2 separate regions of the Anser cygnoides genome follow, and region 1 is linked to region 2. A link is a contact called in public Hi-C data. All regions are on one chromosome and are shown on one strand. Each heading gives the region's core, a stretch centred on a gene start, on an enhancer-like site or on the middle of the called end of the contact. The rest is flanking DNA. Distances are from core to core; before and after follow the strand shown. Region 1 has its middle 24 kb from the start of TBL1XR1. Region 2 overlaps NAALADL2 (N-acetylated alpha-linked acidic dipeptidase like 2).

What was found. Hi-C and Micro-C count contacts between places; a contact is called where the count stands out from the background.
Region 1: a contact with region 2 is called in a Hi-C map of liver, with 5 times the contacts expected there. The contact joins two enhancer-like sites. A contact is called at or near these places in 2 of 7 Hi-C or Micro-C datasets (both in liver).

The regions. Positions count from the first base shown.
Region 1 is chr9:19,984,559-19,989,965 of Taihu_goose_T2T_genome, reverse strand. No RefSeq gene overlaps it. Among named protein-coding and RNA genes, the nearest start is that of TBL1XR1, 24 kb to the left of the region's middle. Within about 2 kb of position 1,470, at least 1 of the 3 cell types and tissues checked has open chromatin away from gene starts, as enhancers often do. A contact at or near this core is called in liver, where this site is marked.
Region 2 is chr9:20,834,571-20,840,062 of Taihu_goose_T2T_genome, reverse strand. The region is part of intron 1 of NAALADL2 (N-acetylated alpha-linked acidic dipeptidase like 2); the gene reads left to right. Among named protein-coding and RNA genes, the nearest start is that of NAALADL2, 34 kb to the left of the region's middle. Within about 2 kb of position 2,467, at least 2 of the 3 cell types and tissues checked have open chromatin away from gene starts, as enhancers often do. A contact at or near this core is called in liver, where this site is marked.

The sequences.
Region 1 (5,407 bases), core at 221-2,720, 850 kb after region 2:
TTTCACGCGTCCCTGGGTGTATCACTTGGAGGCCAGATTTTGAAAGATGCTCGAGATCAAAGGATGGAGGGAGAGAACCAGCTTTATTTCCAGATATATTCCTGGGCATGTATTTCAACAGGCGATGGGCATCTTTGTGCTTTTTTTTTTTTTTGCTTTTATTTTCTGAAAGCACTAAATGCCCGTGGGTAGCTGGTTTCATCACACATTTCCATCACTACCATTTTCCCACATGGTAGCTGGCCAGCACGCATTTAAACATCAGACCTTAAATTGTACTTCAGTTCAGTTCCGCACCTGGAAAGAAAGGAGTGTGAATTTTCCTCTTTTCAGTTCTTCCCAGGTCTTGCTAAGGTTTTAAGCACAACTCCAAGTAATAAATACCAGTAAGAGATACTCTGGGCCTGACTTTGAGAAGTGATGAGTACTCAGCAGCTAATGGGAGCTACTGGTATTTGGCAGCGTTGAAACTCAGCTGCGGGGTCTCGAATTCAGTTCCTCAAAAATGAAGGAATGAAAAACTTGAGACTTCTTTTGGTATTTTTGGCTCGAAGGCTCAGCAGGGAAGCTCGGATGCAGATGATGGGGTGGAAGGACAGCGCAGGGACAGATGCTCTGCAGTCAGGGGACTGGGACCACTTGGGGCAGATCGAATGGGAGAGAAGGGCTGAGCCTTCCCCTATATCTCAGCATAGATCTGCTCTGACCTGTAGCAAAAAGAGAAGGAAAAATAGGGGACGAGCAGTGAGACAACACTGAAAGGAAAATTCCAAGTCCCTGACCCTATGACAGCCTCACCGTTCATGGTAACAGAGCAAAAAGCAGAGGAAAATGATGAAGCTGCCTTGAAATGGAAAAAAAGAAACAAACACGAAGATTTGTTGAGTCACACAACAGCGTTCACATCAAGACATTCTGCTAGCGACTGTGCTAAAAGAGGAGATGTAACACGTTCTGGCTCGGCTCTTTCCTTAACAGCAAGATTGATTTGCATTCACACATGGAAATCTGGTTTACAATAAGGCTCTCCTGCCCCTCTCTTCCTTTCATTGTTTCTGTCATGTATCTTGGCTGAAAGATCTGCTCATGGGAAAAAAAAAAAAAAAAACCACCACGCAGACCCAGGGCCCACCGTTCCCCTCCACGCACACGTTGGATCTGCTTTTTGCAAGGCTGTTTGGAGAAGCACGAAGGTTTTGTCCGTGGCCCCTGAGCTGCTGCTGGGCCAGGGCAGCGTCGCCGTGTTCGGTGGGGATCGTGTCCTCCGCCCGGCGCGGGTTTCGCAACGCCTGTAGGAAACATCTTGCGCCGGCCTTGATTTATGCAGAAATGTTAGCTAATCTCTTTTATGTAATCACTGATAGCTGTTCATGAAGGCGAAGTCCCCAAAATGGAAGGAATGAATTAAAAGAGACAGATGTGGTTTGGCTGACTCCTTGTTCTGATTACAGCCTCAGAAATAACCTACTTAGCGTGTGCTGATTTATGCAGGGGCTCTAACTCACTGCACGCCCACCCGGGCAGGCACACATGGGTTATTTTCTCTTCAGCCTGGTTTCACAATCTGATCTCACTCACGCCAAAGCCACTGTAATTGCTCCAGGTTTATTCTGCTGAAATGACATCAAAGTCTGGTCAAAAGTCACTTAGGTCTGGGTTTTCATTTACCCCGGATCCCCTTGCTTGGCACCACTGCGGGCTTTGGGAGCTGGAGGCATGCCAGAGCGGGCTGCCTTTGGTCCCCCAGAAGGGCTCAGAGAAAGCAAAACCTCTGGAGTACTTCTGCAGCACCTCCAGATTTGTACCCCACAGAGGGCAGCTTAAAAGCCAACCCGGAGCTCAGCGACCCGTTGGGCACCAGGAGCAGCGATGCTGCTGGCTTGCTCGGGTAGCTCTGAGGCAGAGCCCAGGTTCCCTTCCTCCGGCACAGAAGCCAAAGGCTCCCCTGCCATTGCCGACTGCAGGGGTAGCCGGAGCAGTCCCCCGGGCCTCGTGGAGTATTATCCAACGTTATACAAACCGAGCGCTGGCTCTGTAAAAAGGGAAGGATTTACATTTGGCTAACATTTCCAAGGAGCCAATATTTCCCTGTTACTTACCCATGGTTTGTGAACACAAACCTCACACAGCTGGTACCTCCGCTAATGATCCCATTACAATATGTATCGAGCTGATACCCGGTGATATCTCATTGCGGTACTCATCCATGTCGGAAAGGATTTGTCCATAAAAACATCTCCTCTCGTACCGTCGTAGGATGCTGCATTCATTCCCGCTTTCCCTATCATCTGATGCTGCCTAATCCCACTCAGTGACATCAATCACAGGGGGAAAATAAGACAATTAACTGGCAATTAATTAAATTATAAACTGTAAGGAAGAGCAGAATATTTGTAAACCTTAATAGCCTTATTAACATGCCCATTACAAGCTAGCTGCGCACTCATAGGGCCACAGATGACTTTATACACACATGACACCGCACAGGCTTTAATCCCAGGCTAAGAGTTGCTCACCTGGAAGGAGCCTGCCCAGCCTGTATGGCCCAGCACAGCACAGCTGCTTCGCACCTTCCCTCCAGCAGCAGGCTGGAGTAAAAGGGCACCAGCCCCACGCCGCACCGTGCTGCACAACTCCTGCATCATGGGGAGCCCAGCGGCGGTGCCCCTGCTCTGCTCAGGCTGGAAAGGCAGGGAGGTGGCCGTTTTCTACAGAAGTGATATTTCCTGCACAAAGCTGGCCCCTGCGAGGCAAGGGCAGAGGGACTGGGCTCAAAGCTCCCGCGGAGGCCCAGCAGATAAGCAGGCACGCGCGTGTTTTCAGGCAGTGTTTGCTTTCTTCAAGAAAGCTCCTGAGTCACCCTGTGTTCTGCTGGTGACAGACTCCTGAAAGGAGGAACCTGCGTGCTGACACTGCCAGACCGTCTGGGCGAGTGTTTTAATGCCTCCAGTAACGACGCCTGACCTCTGTTTACAAGTCAGAGAATCATGACAGGATGAAAAACAAAACAGCAAAGCAACCCGTGAGTGCGAGCATAAAGCTGGAGCCAGCCCTAACTGAGGTCCTGGGACCTACGGCATTGCCGTGGTCATTTCGCCACAGCATCAAGGCACAGTGCTTGGGTCCCCCGTGTGTAACCTTCACGGGCGAGTATTCGCTCTCCATCACGCTATTGCTGTAATATTTTTGTCTTGGAAAGGTGACTGAATCTAACATTCATTTAACCCTTGACCTTTTCCAAGTCTTGTCGTTCCATAGGAAGTATCTTGCGAAGCGATGTGGGAGAATGACCTACTAAAGCGGGGAGATCCGAGTGCAGAAGACGCACTGAGCTGTAAATCAGGTTTGCCCCCCAAGGCAGGCCTCACCTAACGGGGCTCTGCCATCCTCCCTCTCAAAATCCGCTGCATCCCAGACCTCAGCTGTGTTAACTCTGGTTCCAGTCCAGTGTTATTTCTGTAACATGCGAACTGGGATGACATGCACCCAGCCCGTTCGTTTATTTGCGGAGCGTGGACTGCTGACCGATAGCCAAGTGCTAATAAAAGCAGCGCTCTCCCTCCTGTGCCACTCCGTGCCGTGTACCGGAGGCAGGCCGGACCTCTGGGCATACCGTGCTCGCTGTGAGCAGCCCGGGGTCATAAACCAGCAGCAGCTGAAGATTTTCATTCTTAATTTCGAAGGAGCCGCATCGCCACGTTGTTTTCTCTCCCAGCTCGGCTCTATATTTAGCTGGGGATTCTGTCCTCGGCGTATTCTGTCGGGGAGGCTGCTCGCTAACGCTGCTCCGCTGCCTGTGCGCTGCCCCCCTTGTCGCTCCGCCGGCTGCTCCCGGGAGGCACGAGGCAGGCAGATGGGACAGAAGCTGAGAGGTTTCGTTCACAGCTACGAGGGAGGAGGAGGACGACGAGCACTTCCATGCCCACCCCAGGAGCTGCGGTGCCAGGGGATGGCTGGAACTTGACGCCTGCCGGTGCTGGGATCCCCCACGTCCTCCTGCAGCGTTCGGTGTTCAGTAACGTGCCCGGCGAGGACGTTACAGCGCCAAGAATCCCAACCAGACGGGACATCGGTCGCTTTAAAAATAGCCCACGGTGAAGCTCCAGGAAACCGTGATGACCAGGGGCCAGACCCAGACTTGCTCACCTCAGCTCACGTCTGGGGTAATGCTGACCTTGGTGGAGTCGCACGGGGCTGGCAGTGAGATCAGAATCTGGCCCAAATCACTTGGCCTCCTGCTGCACCCCATGTTGTAACTATCCCTGATGTTGACACATTCAGCTTGCCACTCATTTGTGGGACTAATTACACATTCACATTTGTCTGCACTCGCTCGGCTCCTAGCAACTGCAGTCACAGTCCTAATTAAAATAATAGACTGAGATTGGTAACATTACTGATTTAACAGGAAATTAGAAGAGTTACGTTCGCAGAGCTTAGGTAATTGACACCAACAGCACTTTTCTTGTAATGTGCATTCTGTGATTGATTTCATTCCCCAGTCAGACCTAAAAGCAGTTTGGGAGCACATCCTACCATCAGATTACAGTGCCGAGGAATTAAATGACTATTACACCACTGCCTGCTCCAGAGCTGGCAGCTGTGGGCTTGAGCATGGCTTTGAGCTTCCAAACCAAACATTAGACCAAAAATTGTTAGCCTAATGTAAAACAAAACATGTTCAGCACAACGTGTTCAGTTCCCCTTTTAAGAGCTTCCCTGCAACTGCTCCGCTGGCAGCGCTCCTTCCTGGGAGAGGGCGGCCATCGGCACAGGGGCAGCTCGTGTGGTTTTGGTTGTCTTAAGCACTGAGTCCCTCAAAGCAGGACGTGGCCTCGAGTTCTGCGAGTTCCCCAAGGCAGATGAAAGGCTTCCTGCGCACCACTGGCAGTGGCAATGGTCCTGGTCTGGTCCTACAGTGGTGGAGCTGAGGGCAGGAGCTGATCAGGAATGCTTAAGGCGTGTAAGATTTCAATGTCGCTTTGAAGAGAGAAGCCCCTGCTGTACTAAGCCCATCCTGCAGCTCGCTCCACACGAAGAAGTTGTGTGCACAGAGAAAACTGCAAGGCAGCAATACGCTTACAGAAAGGAAAGGAAAGCAGAAAAGTAGTTGTTTCAAAAATGAGGTGACTGGTTCGGTATCAGTAGTTGTAACAGAGGCTGATATCTTGATGTAATCTGTCTTCTTGGATGTTGGGGCCACCAGGGCAGAAGGGTTTCAGATCTGACCTCCCCTGTCACATATCCTTTAATTCCTTCCAGTTATAGTGCTGTGTTGCCCAGTGAGTTCCCTATATTGTGTTGCATTGGGTAGTCAGTTCCTTTCAGAAAGTCCTTATTTGAAGACACCAAAATGGAGACCCACCTCTACCCTTGGTAGCTTCATCCAACTGCCAGGCATTTCCAA
Region 2 (5,492 bases), core at 1,218-3,717:
GCTAAGAGGGGCTGCAGCCGGCACTTTTGACCATCAGGCCATTTTTGCTTGCTGGTGTGAAAAGGAAGAGCTCGACTCTTTCACTTTCCAGGAAGCTTAATGCTTCTGTGCTGTCTTCAGCCAAATGCTGATAATAGGCTCTATAAGGGAACTTTTGTGCAATGATTCACTTAGCCATGAAATTACGTGTAGCAAAAATGGACTTGACCAATGCAAAAGGGAGAGAGGTAAGGTTAAGGCAAGTATTTGGACCTTTTTTTCATATAGTAGATTAAGGCCACTTCACAGATTAACATTGTAAAGCAATCACAAAGCTGTATTGTTTTTTTTTTTTTTTCCTGCAGAAATACACTAGAATATCGTGCAACTATTAACATTTCTAAAGCCTATCTTTTGTGGCAGGTATGTCTATAAGGATTCTAGACCTTAAATGATGTGTGGGATTCAGATTGTTTTTATTGACCCTTCAAGCCTTAAAACTTGCATTAAAACTTGTGGGCTTTTCTTGTTGTTTTGCTTTCTTTTAAAAATATTTTAAGGTAACTCACCCTGCAGTCATACTTTTATAAGTATTTTTCTGCTAGATCTGTTATTTTCAGAGGCTGATAAAGAAATGATGGGAGAGATTCATAACTGCTTTGAAATAGACTTCCTTTTTGAAGCTTGTGTGCTGATTATTAAGGTGTGTGAAAGGAGTTTCCTGACCCATTACAGAATAATCTTTTGTCAACAGAAAGCATAATGCATTCTGATGACACTTATAATTGCAGTACTTCCAGAACAATTACCTTGGTACTTCATTTTCGTATTGTTGGAAATTATATTTGCATGTTATATTTAATTGAAAATGGCATGCTTTACTCTATGCAGATCTGGAAATACTCACTGGACTTAGCTTAAGAGCAAAAGTATATTTACTTCTCAGGTAAGCAAATATTTAGGGCTCATAGTAGGAGAATGTGTTGTACTATCACTTTCATGTTGCATCCACATAACTCTACAGCTAAGTTTGTCCAGGTTACAGCCAGTCCAAGCAGTGGTGGATACTGAATGCTTTGCTGTTTGTTCAGCAAATCAGGTTCAAATGGTTATAAAATTTTGAATTGTGCCAGAAATTAACTTGTGGTCAGGTGTTGGCCTCTGTGCCCTCAATTCATGTGCTGATATTGCCTTTCTTCAGTTAGACTGTACGGCTTTGTACCAGGGAGGTTCTAGCCCAGCAGTTCCACAGGAAAAGGAATTGGATCGTGCAGCTCTGAGCAGTTCTCCTTTGCTTTGCTTTTGCCACTCTTCTCCCTGCCATGGACTATGATGAAACACTCCCTCTCTGACAAAGATGATCGAACTTTCTGGATGCAACTAAAGACACCTGGTTAATATGAAGTGACGGAAGCTGAAATAGGAAGAACGTCTCTATAGAGGATGAAGAATTAAGACAGTGGGGAGGTGCTTTGGCACAAAATACTTTCTCACAGATAGACTTGTGAGTAAAAGCAAAATCAACAAAAAACTTAAAACGACGGCTGGGTGGGTGTGGTTTTTCTTTATTATAATCTAGTTTGTAAGCTAAAACTAAAACAAACACTTTTCCTGTGAAACTAGAAGTCCTCTGAGTAGATCTCGTTTTGTATTTTGAGGTTAAATTACCCTGACAAAAAAATTTTTGTGTGCTTTCTCGATTTGTAGTTTAATCAGTCTGTCTTGGAGAGAAGCCTAAAACTAATATGATCATCAGATGTGCTGGCTGCACATTTTGGTTTGCTGGAGAAGAGGAAAGGGCAGTGGTCAGTTTGTGTGAGCAGGCTGGAGTGGAACTCCAGTTTGTATGTCTAGTGGGTGGTTGCTGGATGGGAACTCATTTTGGTTGTTACTGAGCTAGGTAGCAATCATTCAGTGCATAATTCATACTGAACTAGTCAGTCATCCTAATGTGTTAATGTCTATCTTCTAGGGACTAAGTTTTAACAAAGCAGTGTTTCTTCCAACCAATACATACTGCATTTTTTGTGTGCTCAGGATAAAACGTGTGTGACCTTGATTTAAAATAAATAAATACATCATTACAAGATCAAATTGCATTCTATAAAAGTATACCTGAAAAGTTTAAAAATAATAATAAAAAAATTACTTCCTCCAGATGTCTGTTTCCTTTCTTTGCACTTTTAAAACTTTAAGCACGCTCTTTACAAGATGCTTAAGTTTTCAAGTCAAAGTTACGAGTTGCTTTAGCCAGGCTTGGAGTCTGAAAATGAGACCCAGACCAGGACAATAACAAAATGACACAAAGATTGACTGCACTGTACTTGCTGGATGAAGTGAAAACTGCTGAAATATTAAATCCTATATCCTGGGATTTCACTGCCTGCTGGAACTAATCTCATTAATTTAAAACCACCTGAGGCTTAAGAGAGATATACACTGCCGTGTGAAATTATATTTATCTCGTCCTGGGGGGAAATCCTTTTCCTCCCCCAGCTTACCTTACTTTTGACTTTGCCATTCTTGAATTACCAGGTCATTCTTCCCCCATGGGAAAGTTGCCATAGCTCACAGCAGTACAATTACTGTATCTGAAGTTCACTGCTATATAAATGCTGAGATCATTGTTCGTGTTTGTTTTCTTTAGGAAGTCATTTAAGACAAAAAAGAAGATTGGGTAAATAATACTGCCATACAATAGTTTACTTAAATACAATTGCCACTGAGTTACAGGAAAAGACTCTAAAATTAGGAAAATAGTATTTGGTTTCCAAAAAGTTTTCTTTGACCACTAGAGTCTTAAGAGGCTGAATAATTCTTGTAACTGGTGATTGGATGCAGAAATATCAAATGTGAAGATGCATTTTTTTTTTTTAAATCCAGTGGGTATTGTCAGTGAGAGCTTTGTAATCGTGTGGTTGATCCCAAATCTACATTCGGTATTAAAGTTCAACCAGTGGAAATCCTCCCATTGACAGGAAAGGACTTTAGGTGAGGCCTTATCTGATGTCCCTGTTAGGCTTTGCAGCAAGGCAAAGTGACCTTGCTGAAGTGTCTTTTACTGTTTGTCTACTTATGGAAAAAAAATAAGTCAACTTTGAGTTATCCATTAAACAGCTCAAACACTGAAGGATATTAAGAACTTAATATTAAAGCTGAATTAACTCTTAAAAAAAAAAAAAAAAGCTAATGGTCTGATCTGAGCCAGTATGCAAAAAGCCTTATGTATGCGGTGAACGCTTTTGCTTAGCGAGCCTGGCTGTCGGCATGCTGCTTCCAGGAGAAGGTTGCCCCGGGTAGAAGCGCGCTGGGGAGGAGAGCTGCCTGCGGATCTCTTGCAGAAGAGCTCCAACTCAGCATCCTCCAGCGGGCCTGTGGCTGGCACACCACTGCTGTGACTGGTGAGATGGCACGCGTGTCCTAGGGCAGGCAGGGAAACGGCGGTGCCAAAGTGACGCGGTATTTCTGTGACATCCAGTGCAGCTCAAAAAAGGGCTTGGGGATTTAAGTATTAAATGTGTTAAAGTTCAGTGCTAGTAGTGACTTATTAGCCCTAAGTCACCATGTTAATAGACAGCTGTTTAAAATGTCCTGCATTGATAGCTTATGTGTAGGGACAATAATAAATGCAGTTGCAATCGCACACCAATTAAAGTAATAAAGAGATAAGGCCCAGTTTCTGCCTCATCTTTCTGGTATGAATGGAGAGCAGGGTAGAAAAGTTGCAGTGCTCTTGTGCATCAAAACAGAGGATAAGATGAATAAAAGGCTAGTATTTCAAATCATCATGCACAGAGCAGAGGTTTGAGCCCTTATGCTGATAGAGTTCTGTATTGGATCCTACAAGGAGCATTGAATATTCATGTGAGCCATGAATAATGAACAGTGAGTTTGGGTAACGAAGAGCAGGTAGGATTAATGTTGTGTTGGCTTTTGGTAGGGGGGTTAGGATGGTTAACTTGTTTTTGTTTGGTTTGCAATGATGTTATTTGTTTCTGTTTGCATATTGGAGCTTTAATTAGTGTTTGATTTAGCAGACTTTAATAACAGATGCATATGAGCTATAATACAGCTACCATTACCAGCACTGTTGGGAACAGATTGGGTCAATTTGTGCTGGAAATAATCAGGAGTATGGTGCTCAGGTGTTGTGACTTGCTCAGAAGCCTGCCTGAGCTCCTTGAGAAATTTGCAGCCGTTTTGGGGGTGAACTTTAATTTTATATGCAAGGCAATAAAACTTGCAAGGTAAGGTTGATAAACCATGATTGAAATGAAGTGAACTCTCCCATGTTTTAATGGACTTCGCTGTTCCTGTATGTGTCCCCTTGACATTTACTGACTCCAAACATTCAAGCGATCTAGCTCATTGTTGTCAATGTCCCGTTATGGAAAGTGAAGGGAACACAACGAAATACATATGAGCAAATAGGAAGTGTATTCATGTGTCTGGGTAAGAAAAACATGCGTAATTTACACGGTCTATTTAATGCTGTTTGTGTAGTCTCTTGATCTTGTCTAGATGCAAGAGAATTTGGCTAAGTGGTTTTGTTTGTCTTACTAATGAACTCATTGGTGAAGGTATAAATGATGATGACTCTTCTATTGATAAGAATAGAGGTTATAGTGGAGTATGCTTGCTGAACTCTAATGTACGCTCCTTTTCAGTCCTGTGTAAATAGGTAGAGCATACTCTAGTTTATTTAGTGATGGGCAGGTTGTTAATTCCTTAAAATAGCTAAGGAGCAAGAACCTGACACCTTGAATGACTTATGTGTTTTCTTTGTAAGCTTGTTTCTGTTTTGTAACCTTTAAAACGTGGGTTTTATGAGTGGTATCATTAAAATTTATACTCCCTCTAGTATGTGATGTTAGTCATTATTGCTCTGCTGTGCCTCCCGATCACCTGTCTGAATTATAAAGCAGCCTTCCTTGGAGCTAAATAGTAAGGTTTTTTTCCCTTTCTAGAGTAAATGCTTGTTGACTTCATTATTTTTCATTGGTGCTCCCACACTGGAGCAGAGGTCAGAATCTGGCCTTTTCTGCTTTCCATCCAAATGTGAAAGGTTGCTGGGAGTAGCACTATATTTCGAAGAATGAAATATGAAAGGTCTTTTAACTGATGAGGACTGACATTAATCATCAAGTGCCACAGAACTTGTTTTGAAGTGTACTTTATTTTTGTTAACTGGGATTGATATGCTCAGTAGGTGACTTAGTGTTGTGCTGGGCTTTGTTATGCTGATTTTAAAATGTTTCAGTGAAAAGTGAATCTTTGTTGAGAGAGAATATAAGCTGATGTTGAAAGTCAATCAGGGTCCTTGCTTTTATCAGGCGAGGCTTTTTTAAAGACCTTATATACTGGGAACAATTGTGCAAAATACTTCAAAGTTATGCTTATAGTCTGCATCCTCAAACTGACAGCACCAAAAAATATTTTCCTTGGAAGTCTCTTCCATACTCAGAAGCTCTGGACTTCTTTAGAAGCACCTGCATCATCAAATGAAAGTGTTT